2 separate regions of the Gossypium hirsutum genome follow, and region 2 is linked to region 1. The links are chromatin contacts, called in public Hi-C maps. All regions are on one chromosome and are shown on one strand. The core of a region is the stretch at or near the end of the contact, and the rest is flanking DNA. Distances in the headings are between cores, read along the strand shown.

What was found. A called contact is a pair of places that touch in the nucleus more often than the background predicts.
Region 2: a contact with region 1 is called in a Hi-C map of leaf, with 2.1 times the contacts expected there. The contact joins the promoter of LOC107919734 here to the promoter of LOC107918600 in region 1. A contact is called at or near these places in 4 of 34 Hi-C or Micro-C datasets (all in leaf).

Annotation. Positions count from the first base shown.
Region 1 is chrD13:52,095,210-52,101,631 of Gossypium_hirsutum_v2.1, reverse strand. LOC107918600 (protein DETOXIFICATION 19) reads left to right here and starts at 4,094. Exons shown (of 7, transcript XM_016848196.2): 1 at 4,094-4,542; 2 at 6,361-6,422. The coding sequence starts at 4,258.
Region 2 is chrD13:52,255,547-52,261,968 of Gossypium_hirsutum_v2.1, reverse strand. It overlaps LOC107919734, which reads right to left and starts at 3,679. Exons shown (of 1, transcript XM_016849119.2): 1 at 2,868-3,679. The coding sequence starts at 3,583. The coding sequence ends at 2,936. It also overlaps the pseudogene LOC107919258.

The sequences.
Region 1 (6,422 bases), core at 2,845-5,344:
ATAATTGCCTTCAAGTTAACAATACATTTTTTTTTTGAAATTTCATTAAAGTAAATTTAAATTCTAATTAGTTATATTTCAAATTTTAAATTATAAATACAAGGTTAGAGTTTACTTAATGATGTAAACAAAAACAATTTTAAGATTCTAATAAGGATAGTGTTCATACTCAAGAGCGGGCAACACTAAGATCCTAATTAGATGAGCTGAGATGACAAACAAAGTTAGTGACGAAAGAGAAAGAGAGGTCGAGTGTAACAACCCGATTTTTATCAATATCGTAAAAGTCAATTTCGAGATTGAATTTATTAAACTAAGCCATTCGAAAATTTTAAATCAAGAAGGCTACGAGACAAATACAGGACTAGAAATTTGAATTTGTAAATGATTAAACTAGATAAGTTATTAAACAATGATTAAATTGGGGAGTGATTAAAATAGAGAAAATTGATTGGAAATTAAGCAAGTCGTTATTGATTTATTTAGGGCCTTTTTAGTAGTTCTTAAAGAAAAGCACTTCTGGCTCCAAAAAGTACTTTTGGAAGAAGAGTTGTGCTAAACAAATTGATTTTGGCTGAAAATTTTTACTTTTCAGTAGTACTTTTTAAAAGCACTTTTGAAAAGAAGAAGCTAAATAGCTTTTCCTCTTTCAAAAGCACTTTTGGTGCTTAATTACTTTTTCACACCTCCAATAACATAGTCTTTTTCTTTTTCTTTTTTTGGTGCTTAATTACAAATGTGTTAAAATCATTAATTAAAAATAAAAAAATATTTTTTAAAATACTAATTGCAAATATTTAATGGTTATATTTAAATATTTAAAATATAGTTTATATATTCTAATTAAATTTTATAAATAATTAATATGTATTGCTTAAAAATATTTAAAATTTATATTTCATATATTAAAATATTAACAAGAAGTTATAATAATTTTTTTTATATTCTTACTAAAATATAATAATATTAACTAATTTAAATTTTATTTAAATACATATTTATTACTTAATAATAACATGTCTAAAATGAACATTTTATTTCTCAAAAGTACTTTTTGACAGAAATGCTAAACACTCAAATTTTAAACCAAACTTTTCCACGGCAATTTTCAAAATCATTGTCAAACTAGCCCTTAGCCATGACCTTGAATGCAATTAGACCTTAATTAAACATCACTTAGTGGATTGACATGATCCTATCCATTCACTTCCATTAAATTGTGTGATGAAAAACGATAGCCATTAGATTATACTAATATTAATGATTAAGGAAACATGAAGAAAAGAAGGAGAAATAATGCTTCCATTCTTCCATCTCAAACCTCCATTGTCTGTGAGCTCATTTGTGAAGGTACGTGACTTTTCCTTTTAAATTGTTGATAGATTATTGGTGTAAGATAGTAGATAATGACAAGCCAAGCAATAGATTTAGAAATTGCTTAATCATGTTTTAAGTTAAACCTTGATGAATGCTTGAAGGTTTTGAGAGAATGGTTATAACATTGGATGATAATTATGTTTTTAGATAGCTCCAACTTCCTAATATATAATTATGAAGTCGAATTTAAATTTAAAATTTAAAATTTTGAGTATTTTATAAAAAATATTAATATTTTTTTTTATTTTTTTTATTTTTATAAAATTTTATAAAAAAACATAAAAAAATCAATTTTATGTTTTTTTTTTATTTAGGTAAACTACACTTATGGTCACTCTAAAATAAGGTTTATTCTATTTTGTTCACTCTATTTTTTTCTCAATTTAGTCACTCTAAATAAAATAATTGTACAAATTAGTCACTGCCGTAAAAATTTCTATTTTCTTTTAACAGATTGCTGGCGTGGTATATTAGCCCATTGAGTGACTAACATGTTGCATTTTTTTTTACTTTTGACTAAAGTTTAGTATCTTTCTATGAAGTTTAGAAGGGAAAAGTTTTAGACTAATTATAGAGAGGTCCACAAACTTTAGTCAAAAGTCAATGAAAAATATCACATACCAACCATTCAATTTACTTATGTGCCACATCAGCAATTTGTTAAAAGAATATGAAAATTTTAACGGTAATGACTAATTCATATAATTATCTTATTTAGAATGACTAAATTAATAAAAAAAATACAAGTGACCAAAATAAGACAAACATTATTTTAGAGTGACCATAGGGGCTTTTTTTTAATTGGCCCAAAATTTTGTATTAATTATAAAAATGACCCACTTGTAAAATCATTGGTCAATTTAAAAAATAATAATTTCCTTGAGTGTTACCGTTGCCATTGGTGGCACCAGTAAAAATACACGTCATGCTAAATACTCGTATTATGAGGGAAAAAGAAAAAAAATATATTTTAACAAGTGTCACCGTTTACATTAGCGGCATTGGTGTTTTTATTAAAAATAGTATTTTTAATAGGTGTCATCATTCTCTTTTGCTGCACAAATGTGTTTTTTTAATTGATTTTTTTAATAGGTATTGCTAGCCTCTATAGCGGCATCAGGGAAATTTTAAAAAAAAAATTGCTATCCGTTCTCTAAAATGAAGACCTGGATCTGGTGCAGCAAAAAAAATTGGTGCAGCAAAGAAGAGAAAATGATATATACCTGGCTAAAAAGAGAAGCTCCAATAATGAGAAAGATGAGAAAGAAAATTGGAAAACTTTTGTTTATTATTTCAACTTTTCTTCAATCTCCCCCATAATTTTTTATTTTTCTCAAAAGTTTTTCAATTTTCTTTCTCATTTTTCTCACTATTGGAGCTTCTGTTTTTATCTAGATATATATACCATTTTTTTCCTTCTTTGTCCTCATTAAGGTTTCAATTTTTTTTTGTTGCTCTAGATCTAAGTCTTCATTTTAGAAAATGAATTACAACTTTTTTATGATTTCTCTGATGCCATCATAGAGGCTAACGACACCCATTAAAAAATTATTTTTTAAAAAAAGCACCGATATCGCTAAAGAGAACAATGACACCAAAAAAATATCTAACATGCTTTCTATTAATATTTTCCTTTTCTTTTTCCCTCAGAATATGAGTATTTTAGCATGACATGTACAGTTATTTTTACTAATACTGCCAATGGCAGCGGCAACACCCAAGGAAATTATTATTTTTAAATTGGCCAATGATTGAGTACTTATTAGAGGTCGTGCCGTCAATGGCAACGATGACATCAAAATTTATTGTAGCAAATAGGACTACAACAAAACAGGCTTTTAACAGCGTTGTCTATAGCAGTACTTTTTGCGGCGCTTTCACTAATACTTTTAATGGCGCTTAAAAGCACCGCTAAAGACTTTAAAAAAGGCCGCTAAAACTCTATTTTCCTGTAGTGATTTTTATACATAATTTTGCAAATGATTCATTTTCGTAATTAATAAAAAAATTTGGACCAATTCCAAAAGAAAAGGCCGACCATGGTATAGTTTACTTTTTTATTTTTTATAAATTTTACATACTTTTAGTAATGTTTAAATTTTAATGTATTTATTGATGTTTCAAATTTAATCAACTAATGATATAGCATGTGTACCACGTTTAAAATCTGGGGCACAATCATATCTTGAAGGATAAATCTGTAAAATTCCCGTCCTTTTAGGGGCACATCGATCAAAGCCTGACAGCGTTTAAGAGAAGTGAGGCTCCACCCTCCAGCCTGTCTATTTTACTTGCCAATTGAGTGTTCCTGCCCCGATCCATCCATATCTGCATTAGTCCCCATAAAATCTCTATATTTCAACTTTCATAACAAAGATCAAATTTCATAGTTCCTCATTTAACTCTACAAGTTTTTATTTTTGGTACGGAAAAAACTTATATTTTAGTCATTGTCATTAAAAATTGTTTTTATTTTGATTATTTCTAGTTATTTCACACTTGTTCTATGGTTTGCATTCGAAGGCATGAAAAGAGATATTTTTATATCAACAGCAGAAACCTAAGTTCATGAAATTACAGACTTTGTAGGGGTTAAATAAGTTTAATAGCAATAGCAATGATTTAACACTAATCTATAAGTTAATTAAGGATGATTTAATCTCCCCTCTTCCTTTCCTTCTATTTAAATAACAAATTGCAACCATATATTTGTTTTTGCATTGAGTACGACCAATCAAATTCCATCTACCAGACTACCACAATAAAGAATCCCATCCGTCATTCCAATTTCTTTGCCAATTTGGTAAGCAATAATAACGAACAAGAACATCCCAATAATCCTTCAAAAAGAAAAAAGTTCATCCCAAGAATATCTGAGTTATGGAGCCATCAAACTCAAGCTTAGATACTACAGTTCTCTTGAGTGAAGCTTCCCAAGGACAAGACCAAAGTACAGAAACAAGGTGTTTGAGTTTGAGGAATGTTTTAGATGTAGAAGAAGCGAAGACACAAATCTTATTTTCACTGCCCATGATCCTTACCAATGTCTTTTACTATGCCATTGCTTTGGTTTCTGTCATGTTTGCTGGTCACCTTGGAGAGCTTGACCTTGCTGGTGCTACACTTGCCAATTCATGGGCCAATGTCACTGGCTACGCTTTCATGGTAACTCTATATTTACTCTTATCCCATCTTTATAACACCATAGGTCATGACTCCGTCTTATTTGGAGAAAATAAAGCTCTTTAAAAGCTTATTGTATCCTCACATTTATAGACTGGTATACTGGGTTATAGCTTTGTGATTACTGTTGTCTTGACTGTTAGGTGAAGAAATTTGTTGGGAAGGGTTATAGAAGAAAATAAAAGATTGGGTCTCATTGATTATAGCTTCTTCTTTTTTTTTTTTTTGATGAGTATTTATTTATCCAAGAAAACCTTCAACCTACAACATCCTGCTCACCAATACTCAAACCTTTGAAACTGTCTTCTATTTCTTTCTCGCCAGACCAAGTAAATGAAAGAATTCCATGCTAACTTCAAATATAAACAACAAGAGCTTAGCCTTTAGTCTTGTGCAAAGTCAATGAATCTCCTGATTCCATCCCCCAGCTTCTCCTAAGGTCGTAAGACACTAACAAACATACAATTTGCAAAAGGACGATCTCTTGTTTCCTAGTTCCCTTGACATAGCGAACAATAGCCCTCAATGCTCATCCCCCTTCCAGTAAGTCTTTATCTTTTGTGGGAAGGACAACCGTTCAAGTTAGAAAGGAATGCTTTGGTATATGAACTGGAAACCAAATCATCTGACTTTCCTCTCCTTTTCTCTAATTTCATTCCAAATTGCAGAAATAGTTATTTTATTGTTACTGACGCCCAAGTTAGCCAACACAGATGCAGCTTCTTCCGAGTTTTAGAATCTTCCTCCAGCTCTAGCTAGAATTTCTTCTCAGTGAAACTTGCAAAAATATGGATTTTTTAGCATGTAATCCTTCGACCAGGCTATCCATAAAGAGCCTTAGACTTGCCAATATGCTTCTAATCAGTTGAATGATACAAGCTATCCAGACCTGTTTTTGGGTCGGTTCACTCAAAAAAATCGTTAAATTATTCAAAAATTAATAAAATATTAAAAATATATGTTTATTGATATTTTATATATTTTTATAATTTAATTTAAATTTAAATTTAAAATTTGTTACTATTTAAATTGAATTCGGACAAGGTCGAGATGCAAAAATACTTATTCAAGCTTGGCCAAGTCAAGTCGGACCGGGCTTAGACAGGTTTGGCTTTTTTATAAAAGTAACTTAAAAATTCTAATTAATGATTATATAAGTAAATGAATATAGTTGATGGAACTAAAGAGAATAACGCCATCAACTTGTTACATCAACTAATCATTAGCTGGTAAAATAAAAAAAATTAAATTTTTTAATAGAGCGAATTTATTTGGTGCCAACTATATAAATAGCAATGTAATACAACATCAATGTTCAGTTTATGAATTCTATTGACTACTTTCATCCTCTTAAAAGGGTTATTACACCCTCTAATATTCCTTACGGCAATTATCATCAAGGAATAGATGAAGTACTTCCAGTTAGAACTCCAAACACTTCAGATTAGGCTCCCATTTGCGTAGTATCACCTGCTTATTCTGAAAATGCCGTGGACCTTTTCTCTAGCTTCAGCATTTGTAAATTGTAGAAGAAACAAATTATCCCTTGCAATTTTAACACTAACGTCTCCTTTCTTACCCCAAAGAAGATTACCAACCTTCTGCTATCTTTTACCTACTTGATTATAGGTTTCATCTATGATTTAAGGGATCTTTCATAGATTTTTTTTTTTTGCTTATGTGTATATAATTCTGAGATCTCCATGTATCTGATGTAATGTCAAAGCCTTGTAGTTGTGTGCATTGAAAGTTGGCTATCTGAACAGTCCTTTCCTTTCTGTTTGTTTGTTTGTTTTTCAGTTGGGACTAAGTGGAGCACTGGAGACTCTTTGTGGTCAAGGATTTGGTGCAAAAACTTATAA
Region 2 (6,422 bases), core at 2,430-4,929, 160 kb before region 1:
TGACCTACTAGGTCAGCGACTGAACCACCAGCCATGTATTCCATTATCAACCACAGTTTAGTTTGGTGAAGATAGGAACCATAATACTCTGTGATGTATTGACAGCGGCATTGTGACAAAACAGAAATTTCCTGGAACAAAAACAAAACATATGAAAAACCTAGTAACCTACTCGTTGAAAACTTAGGATACTAGCTCCCAGGAAAGTAAGGCAATACATTCTGGATGTCCTCAATGTCATCCTCACTGCAGAATACAAAACAAAGGCAACCATAAGAAACAGCTAAAAAACCAAAACCAAAACCAAAACCAAACTAAAAATAAACACCGAGTGAAAGAAGGAAGTTGTTATATGCCCCATCTACTTACTAATAAGTAAAGGCTTCTGTAACTTCCATGCAAGTTGATGAATTATGATGCTCTTAAGGATGATACTGATAAAGGAAGATAAATTTACTTTGCTGAGCATGCACAAACAAGTGATGCAATTAATTTATTTGTCATGCAAAAAGAGATTGCCACCAGAAGACCCAACATGTAGACATAGACTGAAAGGAAGATGGGAGGAGGAAGAAAAAAGAGTGGGTTTAATACTTAATAGCGAGCTGGCAATTCATGTATTCTTGTCGTGCAGCTGTAATTTTACGTGTCACATGCATGTTTAAGATATTATATATTTATATAAAATTGGATACTTTAGTAATTCATGTTGTATGTAGTTTAACACATTTGTGTATTCGTGTTGGATAATGTTTTTTTTTTTGGTGTCATGTCATTTTTTTTTATCATGAATTAGTTATGTTCAAGTGTCATGCTAGTGCTGTGTACTGTCTCGTATTCAGAATCGCTAGGTCTAACATAAAAAAATAAACACTAAACAAGAGACAAGACTTTCTTGCTCAGAGCAAGCACCAGCCTTTTGACTGTTGAAATAGGAACAAACCTAATACAATTTAACAAAGTTACCAACTTAAGAGTCCTCTAAATCAATAACTTTGATAGCAACTTCTTTTTTCAATTCCTTATCAAACCTGCAAATCAAGAAAAGCATCAGTTATCCATCTCATTTTCATTAACCATGGCTCATGATTTAAACAACCACATCTTTTTGCAACAGTCATTTTTTAAGCCAATTCTATTATTAGCACATACCAAATAATGTGCCTATCTCAAGATAATCCTAATGGTCAAAACTTAGCAAAATCAAAGAAGCTAACAACAAACATAACAAAACAAAGTAATTATAATGCTAATAAGGTTATTAGGTGTTGCCAATTTATTGCTTAGTCAATCGACACCCAACAGCCCTTTAAGCTCCTTTTTCCCCATCCGTTAGGAAGATATTTTTCTCCATATATATATACACACTAGTTCAAGTTTTAGGTAAATGGTATATTTTCTACTTAAGACACGATAAGATTTCAATTCAATAAAGCATTATTATCAATAATCTAATCCCACAAACATGAAGCAACTCTAAATTAAACACCGGAAAAAGATTTCTACAATGTGAAACATAAATATTCAATCACAAGTAACACTCACATTAGATTTAAGTTCTTTTCTTATAACAAAATGTAAATAAACAATGCAAATAAACTCAAGCAATGTGATTGGGAAATAAATCAAAATAACAGGCTTACACTTTATAGACGTCACCAAAGGCTCCCCTGCCAATCAACTCCACCTGACTAAATCTAGACCCCGCTGCTGGTTGTAAACCTTCTATATCAGCCATTTCTACGTACAAACTCCTTGGACACCAAAGATCAAAGCCACCCCAAAATCAACCCCTCAAAACATTCACATTCCACCCATTCTTCAATTACAATTCAACGCCTACTTCTAAATAGCCAAAACCATCATCAAAAACCCAATCCCTGAAACAGAAATATAAAACCAAAACCATTAATATTCTCAAATAAAAACTAACACCTACAAATAACAAAATGCAAAAACATATCCTAAAAGATTCCCACATTTCAAGATCTAAAAACCTAAATAAAAGCAGATGTATAAGCTCTCACACTGAAAGCAAAGAACATATAAAGAGACACCAAAAGAAAAAAAAAAGAAAAAAAGAATTCCACTTCTGTTACGCGAAAGAATGGATAAGCTAAAATTGATATGCTAAAAAAAACAAACAAGAATTCTTAAAACCAAATTTAACAGCGACCAATTACAAATTTCAATATCCTTTAATACTGAAACTACAATATCCCAACAAAAACATGTTTCTTTTTTTTTTCAATTTCATAATATTCTTTCTTTTTGTTCGAAAAATGTTTTCCTTTTATTTTACCTTTTGGGTTTTTGCAGATCTTTCTCTTTCGTTGTTTCGATAGCGTGGATTTTTCAGAGCTTTGAAAGAAAATCGAGGAATAAGAAAAGTAAAAGTTTTGTTTGTTAATATGGAGTTTTTCTCGAGGTTTTTTTATTTTATTTTTTTCCGGGAAAATTTTAATTTCGCGAAGACTTAAAACGCGCCGTTTGGAAGGAGTTTTATAAGATAAACGTTAAACGGGCAACCTGTTAAGGGCAAAACAAGGGTCAGCAAGGCCATGATCCAAATGGGCCTTTGTTAACTATATATAAACTATTGAAATTTTCACAAACCAAATCAAAATATTTAATGGAGTATGGTATATCAAATATTGAATATTTTTATAAAAATATGAAAAATTAAATCGAACACATATTTGTATTGAAAATTCAATAATATAATAATACCAAAATCATGGAAATGATATAAATATCTTGAATGTTTTTTTTTTTCTGATTTTATATTTTCAGTTTACAAGAAATTTTGTGCCAAAATTCCAAACAAATGACGTTGAAAGGACAAAATCAACACAAACTCAAACAAGAATATATTCAGGGAAAAAAAGGTTGAATAATCTACATGGATTAATTAATCATGAAAAATCGATCAACACTAGTCAAATTTCCTTGCCCCACATCTTTGTTTCCTGGAAGGTTCCAAGGCATGACATTCCCTACAGGCCAACAAAAATAACCTGAAAAATCTCAGGCAACCCCTTGATCTTCCTCTAGAAACACAATTTTGTTGATGATCACCTTGTTTCTTAGCTTCAGCATGTTTCCTCCTGGAAACCTCACGTTTCAGAACAGGCACTGCTGTTATATACTGCCATCTGTGGGGATCCCCATACAACTGACCACTTACAAGCTTGCTTGCTTTGTTTTCACATCCTCGGATTCTGCTATGGTACAATAATCTCCTCTCCGAACTGTCACTCGAGCTTGTTCTTGCACTGCTGCAAGTACTGCTTCTGCTGTTGCTACTGTTGCTTCTCGAAGACATCAATGAATGCTTGCTGTTGATGCTGCTTGTTCGGCTTGTAGGTCGAGAACCATTATCGGCTGAACCCATTGTTGTTGTTGTTGTTGGAGAAAGCTGTAAAGGAAAGGCGTGTGGCAAGAGTCGGCCATTGAAGAAAAGATGATCGGCTGGTGAGGTTTTATATGGATCTAAAGAGGGTGAATCCGGGCGGGTATAGCACCCAAATTCGAAATCGGAATCTTGATCACCAGAGCTTGACCTTTTCCTCCGATTTTCCATGGGAGATTTTGATTACACTGTATCTTTTGTGTGGGAGTTTGGAATGTTGATATAAGTAAGCTTGTGTACTAGTATTTATATTAAGGAAGGAAGTTGAGATAATTATAATCAGTATTATATAGATTTTTACATGTTTATATGATTATTTCGTGTTTAAAATGATCGGATGTGCGAGAACCATGTGTTTGAGGTTATAGGGGACAGCTTGGAAAGATATGGTCCCCTTGTTGGGTGATTGGGATGAGTTTTTGGTGGTGTAAATCATCAAGTTATTTTGCCAACTCAAGCTTAACCATGCACATGGAGACCTTGGTGTTGTAATAATCTTGGGTAGTGTGTGGGATATTCCCAAATTTCATGACTTAAATCATTCCAAAGTAGGTAGGTTTATTCATCTCTCACCATCAATAATTTGAATTCCCTATTTTAATTATAAATTGTACTTGGTTAATTTTAATGTGCCATTTAGTTATTAGTGAAATGGCACGAGAAAAGTGTTTATTTATTACATACATATTACATTAATTAGGCATAAAATAAATAATAATTAGTATAAATTTAAACTTAAAATTAAAAATACGAGTAAAACATTTTTATAAAAAATTAAGACATCTTCAAATTAAGTGAATTTCTTTTCTTTATGAAATATAAGTCATAGAAATAACTAAATACCATCTATTGAAATAATATATATATATAATATTCCGAGGAAACATAACATTCTAGCCCCAAAACCTTATAATATTTAGTTTGATAAAATTTAACGTCATTGCTCTTTAAATTTTATATGTATCCAATAAGTTGTCACAATCTCCCAAAAATACTCTTTCATGTAAAGCAAAAAGAGAGAGCTTTTTGGAGCATAGATAGGAGAGACATTTGACTACTTAAATGCTAATATAAGTACCAAGTACCAACCTATTGTTTTGTTTAGGCTCCTCTCTAAGACCATGGGTATGATAGTAGATCAACAAAGCAAACCTTGGTATAAGGAAGGTAGTGGTTTAGTCTTTAGGGGTCGAATTTCAAATTTATTTTGGAAGCAAAGGGTCATCAAACACTTTGGAGTTTGGACAAAGGAGCTAGTTTGGATGAAGTTTTGGGCCCATTTGAGTTCATAATGTCTTTGGGACCACAGGCAGTGAGCCCCCACCCCACAAGCAAGTCATTAATTTCTCAAATCTTTTTCAATATTTTATCCTTCTGTTGAATCTCTTAAAATGGTAGGTCCATTATTTTACAAGAGTGTGGGCTCAGCTACTGAGTTATTTATGTAATGGGCTATTTCTCAGGTAGAAAGCCCAAGTTTAAACCATATAAAAGACATAATAGCAGCATCAAGAGCCAAAACTCCGTCAATTTCGATTAAAGGAGTTGGTTTAAATACGTTCAGTGGATTTAGATAATATTAAATCGGAAATTGATTAAGATATTGATTTGAAAAAAAATAAATCAATTGGATTAGAAACAGGTAATACGATCAATCCGACAATCGATCGATTTCTACGAGCATAACATAAATGTGGTGTATATATATATAATTACCAATCTAATACACATACTTAACTTGTATAATTTTGACAAAAAAAGAACAAAGATTGATGGCCCAAAAAAGTTTAAAAATACAATTAAGACCATTTTGACAAAATATGCAAACATTAGTGACAAATTTTGTCATTAAGCCTATTATTTATTCCAACACAACTAACCTAATTAAACTTAGGCACAACTAGCCATTCAATGAAAATTACTCCATCAAATCCATATATATACCAAAAGATAAGTAAAATCCAAAATCACTCAACCAATCACCAAGGCTTGCATCATTAACGTATTTACAAATCAAAATGACTTAATAACTTCAAGATACTTCTAATGACTTAGGTACATGCCACTTATAATTTAGCATAGGAAAACATTACAACTAATGGCTTAGATGCTAACAAGATCACGAGCACACCAAAACCGAAGACAGGTCTGTGCATGGAAACAAACAAAACCATACGCTGAGCATTGAATACTCAGTAGTACTAACATAAATTGAGTTCAAATATAAAAATATTAAGATAGTAACATATAACTAATACGTTACATCAAAATGTTAATAATATCAAAATATCATATCAACAGGATTATCGTCACCTATTATACTTAGAATGACCTTTCATAAACAGAATCAACATAATATTCGACTATCAAATTCAAAATGACATTTTTATCAATGAATCAGAATATAACCTCATTTCTAGAATCAGAATTACATATTTAAAATTTTCTTTTAGCCCCTATTAACTGGATGCAAACACAAGTATAGGTACACAAACTTAACCCCTAACACTCCACAATAAGAACCGAAGTGCTAATCAGACATAAAGGCACTAATCCCCCTAACACTCCACAAAATGTAACGCATTAAAGTGTTAGAATGAATTGCACCGTAGTGTCAAAATGCTCTCACCAGTTACATATACAAATCCTATGGCATGTCAACTATACCCTAACTATGTCTAGCATCATTTAATAGCGCAATCTCTTACTTTGCAATATCCATATATATATATTATCATGTACTTCTCAATATAATAATAACTGAGTAACTAATTATATTAATACCATAATGAATTCCATAAGCCTAAACATACCTGTCAGCTTACCAATTAAGCCATTATTTAACACAGTTTGTAATAGTATGTTACTAGTATTTTAACAAGATTAGTTACTTAATTGAATTCAAGAAAGAAAAACAAATTATATTAGTACAAACTGAAATAGCTAGTCATTGACGGTTTTTGTCTTCCCTTTGTCTCTCGACGATTTGACTTTATTTTTAGCTATGTTC